Regions from separate parts of the Hordeum vulgare genome. Here region 1 is linked to region 2. Evidence: chromatin contacts called from public Hi-C data. All regions are on one chromosome and are shown on one strand. Each heading gives the region's core, a stretch centred on a gene start, on an enhancer-like site or on the middle of the called end of the contact. The rest is flanking DNA. Distances are from core to core; before and after follow the strand shown. Region 1 holds the start of LOC123426328. Region 2 holds the start of LOC123430112.

What was found. Hi-C and Micro-C count contacts between places; a contact is called where the count stands out from the background.
Region 1: a contact with region 2 is called in a Hi-C map of seedling, with 2.7 times the contacts expected there. The contact joins the promoter of LOC123426328 here to the promoter of LOC123430112 in region 2. A contact is called at or near these places in 2 of 6 Hi-C or Micro-C datasets (leaf and seedling).

The regions. Positions count from the first base shown.
Region 1 is chr2H:375,121,562-375,124,261 of MorexV3_pseudomolecules_assembly, reverse strand. LOC123426328 reads right to left here and starts at 1,415. Exons shown (of 3, transcript XR_006622160.1): 1 at 1,232-1,415; 2 at 385-591. It also overlaps the pseudogene LOC123427400.
Region 2 is chr2H:374,516,077-374,518,776 of MorexV3_pseudomolecules_assembly, reverse strand. LOC123430112 reads left to right here and starts at 1,450. Exons shown (of 1, transcript XM_045114019.1): 1 at 1,450-2,559. The coding sequence starts at 1,722. The coding sequence ends at 2,315.

The sequences.
Region 1 (2,700 bases), core at 166-2,665, 610 kb before region 2:
CACGATGGTGGTTTCAGATATGAAGCTAAGAAAAGCGCGCCTCATAATTCGTTGGCTGTAAATGACATGAGTATTTAGCTTTCATAAAATCTACTTCCTCCGTCTCATAATTTAAGAATGTTTTTTTTTTAAAAACATTCTTGTATTATGGGACATATGTACATATGTACTCTTTAACAATAAGTTGTGGATGAGGATGGCCCTAAATGTGCGTTGAATTTATCAACATTGGTTTATATTGGTTTTTACTATCAACATTGCATAGTGAATTTATATATTTGACAAGAGTGATTATAGATCCACCTATTCTGGCGCTAGATCTATTGCTGACATGAATTGTGTAAAATAATATGTTAATTCGGTACTTATGACGTTTCAACTCACCTGTCTAGCTGAAGTGTTGTACTGCTCATCTCGCCTCTCTAACTGAAGTGATGCACTGATGCTCTATGTTCGCGTGTGGTAGCAGCTGGTATACTTGATGTAGAAAAATATAACAATGTAATTTTGACCTAGATCTCGACTCTCCAATGTCAGGACAATTACGCCAGCAGCCTGCTGCTTTTACTCGTGCGTAGCATCATACTCCCTCTGTCCCAAAATAAGTGACGCAAATTTAGTACTAAGTTGGTACAAATTTTATACTAAAGCAGCAACACTTATTTTGGGACGGAGGGAGTACATAATTTCATTTTTCTAATAATTGATGGATCTGCAAACTAAATATAAGAACAGAAAAGCATCGTGCAATTTTCCAACCAGATAATGTTCATCTCCAAAAAAAATCCATTTGAAAAATCCAAAAAATATTCTTCAAATTTACAAAAGAATAACATCTTTCAAAACAAATAAAAATCATGTTCATCTAGCATGTATTGTATGCACCCAAACTCTTTGATCAGATGAAAGTGTCGAGCTAAAGTAGGTCCAAACAAACGATTAGAATGTTTTATGCACATCTAAATTATATGGCCCAAAAAGCCGTAGTTCAGTGTAATCTTATTTTGTAAGTTTGCCAAAACTAAATATAAGAAAAGGCGTGTAAAGGCACATAGTGCAAAAAAATTCGGGCATTTGTACTAGTCATCAATAAAAACATCATTGCCAGCAGCAGCATACCAAATCAGTTCTACACAAATAGTTCTATCTAGTCCAGGAAATCAGTCTGCTACTGTGCTGATTTGGCATCAATTTACTAGGAAGCAGGAAATCAGTTGTACACAAATCTCACCTTGCTGATTTGTTCAACAGGAGGTTGGGGAAGCCGGTGAGACTGATGCAGTTGAGGGCTTGAGCCTTGAGGCCGTCCTGCGTTGAGGGAGGCGCAGCAGGCCAGCCGCACTGAGGACCTGGAGTGACGACGGCGGCTGTGGGCGCCTGGGCGGCCGGCGAGCGGAGCCCGGCGAGAGGAGGGGAGGGGCGAGCGGCGCCCGGCGAGAGGAGGGAAGGGGCGAGCGGAGGCCGGCGAGAGGAGGGGAGGGGCGAGCGGAGGCCGGCGAGCGGAGGGGAGGGGCGAGCGGAGGCCGGCGAGAGGAGGGAAGGGGCGAGCGGAGGGGAGGAGCGAGCGGAGGGCGTCGAGAGGAGGGGAGGGGCGAGCGGAGGCCGGCGAGAGGAGTGGAGGGGCGAGCGGAGGCCGGCGAGCGGAGGGGAGGAGCGAGCGAAGGCCGGCGAGAGGAGGGGAGGGAGACAGGAGGCGGCGAGCCGTGCAAGGGAAGGGAGACAGGAAGCGGCGAGAGGAGGAACCTGTCTGCCCACACGCGGGCAAACCCTATTTGACGCTGCAGGCTTTTGCTAACGGCACACCTCCGTCGTGCTTGGGTCGGCCCAGTTAGCCCATGTTTTTTTTTTTTGAACTCCAAAAATATCATGCGACGCTATGATTCAAACACGCGACCACTAGGCCATCGCGGTCGATGTGTACACCATATTCCTTTTTCCTTTTTATTACTGTATATATGCATCCAGTTTTATCAGCCTGGTTTTCGGAAGGTTTTATAGTTTCCCAAACTGGCGTTTTCTAAATTTTTATTCTGTTTCAGCGGGGTTTAATTCTGTTTTTTTCTTAAATTTGTGGAACTTGTTTTCAAATTCGTGAAAGTTTTTTTCAATTTAATGAAACTTTTTCAAATTTAATGAACTGCTTCAAAATTTGATGAATTGTTTTCAAAATCAGTGGATTTTTAAAAAAATCAATGAACTTTTCTCAAATTTTGATGAACTTTTTTTTAAACCTATGAACTTTTTTTTAGAATCGATGAACTCTTTCCAAATTCAATGAACTTTTTTAAAAAATTCTATGAACTTTTTTCGAAATCGATGAACTCTTTTCAAATTCAATGAACTTTTTTATAAATTTGATGAACTTTTTTCGAAATTGATGAATTCGTTTCAAATTCGATCAATTTTTAAAAAACAATTGATGAACTTTTTCCAAATTTGATGAACTTTTTAAAAATTTCGATGAACTTTTTTCATATTCGATGAACTTTTTTTGAAAACCAATTAAATTTTTTTCAAATTTAATGAACATTTTTCAAAATCGCTGAACTTTTTATACAAATTAATGAACCTTTATCAAATGGTGATAAAAAAATCAAATTTGATTAGTATTATTTTTAAAATATCTCAACATTTTTCCCATTTGAAGAACTTTTTTTTGCAAAATCGTTGTACTTTATGTTTCAAAATTAATGAACATTT
Region 2 (2,700 bases), core at 201-2,700:
ACGTATGCTTGACTCAGTAGGTTGCATTCATTGGAGTTGGAAAAAATGTCCTAAGGTATGACATGGGCAATTCCACGGCCAAAAAAAGGATTCCACTATAATCCTTGAAGCGGTGGCCGATCAAGAGACTTAGATTTGTCATGCTTTTTTGGAATGCTTGGATCTTTGAATGACATCAACATTTTAAATTGGTCACAACTCATGAATAAGATTGCGTATGGTGAACTAACACCGACGAAGTTTGTAGCAAACGTCCATACATACAACTATGACAACTATCTTGCGGATGACATCTATCCAAAGTGGCAAGTATTTATGGAGCCGTTGAAAAAAACGAAAGGTAAGAAAAATCTAGATTTCCACAATGCTCAAGCGATGGCTCGAAAAGAAGTGGAGAGAGCTTTTGAGATTTTGCAAGCCCAATTTACTATTGTAAGAGGACCGAGGACCGACTAGATTTTGGGATTAAAAGATCCTTTGATACATCATGCACGTTTGTGTGATTATGCATAACATGATCATCGAGAATTAGCGTGGCCAAAATTTAGACTACTCTCAGTATGAGCTCTTGGGACATCCCGTGCGAGTACGGCGGAGCGCCGCGAGGGTGGCCCATTTTTTGCCTCCTATCATGTCATTCGACGTGTCCAAAAACATAATGATCTTCAGAAGGATCTAATCGAGAAGTGGTGGACATTAAATGGCCAACAAAACGAATGATGATTTGTATGTTTGATGTTGTAGTGTCGAGCTATTTATTGTATTAAAAAATAAACTATTTATCCAAAATTTAACTATTTATTGTTGATTATTTTTTTATGTATTTGATTTTAATTGGTTTTGTTTGAAATGTTATATGTTGTTTGTGTTGGCGCACGCCGCGTTTTGTGCAGCGGCTCGCGCGTGCATTTTTTTGCATTGGTCGCTGGAGGCAGCACTCTTCGATGTGCTAAAAGTCATTATTTTGATGTTATAAAATATTTTTAACGCATACGGTGTTTGTGCGGCTGTTGAAAATTCTTAACGGGTGTTTGAAGCGTCAAAGATCACTCATTTTTCTTCCTCTCGAAAAACAAAAGGAGGCCAGTTTTGCTCAAAAGTAATAATGGCCCTGTTTGGATCCTAGGGTTAGAGTTAGAGTGGGTTAGATTTAAGCCATCTAACTCTTAAAGATCCAAACATGTGAGTTAGAGTTGGTTAGATGCATCTAACACGCCCAAAAACTCTAACACATCTAAGAGGTGCTTTTTTGGGTTAGAGTAGGTGGGGTTCAGGAAAAAAGAGAGATCCAAAGTAGCCAAATGATTGAGAAAGAACATTTATTATCAATCTAACCCTCTCATTCAAACACCTTTAGAGTTAAAGTTAGATTCTAACCCTTGAACTAACCTGAACTAACTATAACCTCTAACTCTAAGCAGGTTAGAGTATCCAAACAAGGCATATGCATGAAAGGCCAGTGGCCACACATTTGTTGTTTTGAGGAAAGCGAGTGGCCACACATTTGTTCTTTCGAGGGAAGCCAGTGGCCACATAAATGAAGACGAACATGTCGATTTCCACATGGAGAAGACAACTCTCGACCACACATAGGAAACGGTCACACGCGCACGCAACATGCATATAGGCTTATTAATTTGGCTCCATCCTTCTTGCATGCATGCAAGTTTGGTTGTCCAACTTGTTGCGTTCCGTGACGAGAGTCTGTCGGTAAATCGACAATGGCGATCGCGACGCCTCGCAGCTCCCTCATCATCATGTTCGTCCTCCTCGTCTCGTCCGCTTCCTTGGTCGTCGATGGTGGCAGCATCGTCAAGGAGACCTGCGCCAAGACGCCGCAGCCGAGCTACTGCGAGCAGCTCCTCAAGTCCAGCTCCGCGTCGGACGCGCGCGCGCTGGCCCAGGCCGGCGTCGCCGCCGCCTCTAAGGCGGCCACCGAGGCTGCTACCGCCGCCAAAGCGGAGCGGGACAAACTCCCCAACAACAAGACGCAGTGGCGGTGCATGGACAGCTGCGCGTCGGGGTTCGATGAGGCGACGAATAAGTTTAAGCCAGCCGCTGGCGGGAACGCCACGGGAGTCGACGCGGGTCTCACGGACGTGCTCGACTTCATCGTGGTGGATGAAGACGTGGAGAAGTCCAAGGACTGGGAGTGGAAGTGGAGCTGCAACGAGTGCAAGGCGGATCCCACGGCGCCGGCAGGACTCGTCGCCAAGAACAAGGAGTTCGACAAGATCATGGAGGTCCTGCCTGCCATCATCAAGCAGGCAGTCGAGGGCAAGGACAATTCCACTAAATCGGCCACCAAATCCTAGAAAGTGAACGACTTCGTTATGACTTTCAACCTTCGCCCTTGATGCGTTGCTATTGCGCCATCCCGTCTGGTCCACACCAACAGCGAGCAGGGTGTCGTCATACACTACTTTGTTAGAGAAGCTTATCACTCGAAGGCAGGAGACACCGCCTTTAGCTTTAGGACCATAATTTGGTCTTGTCATTTCTCTTTTGCAAACTGACCGGTTTCATCTTAATTTTGTTCCTTATGGTACATTTTGGATACGAGATGTGCTTTAGTACACCCTCTTTTGGAGAAGAGGTTAAAGCTTAATCCTTCAACTACCACTAAAACTTTACCCACTCTCAAGTGTATGCCAAATGCATTTTATCAGATACTTCCTTCGTAAATTAGTATAAAACGTT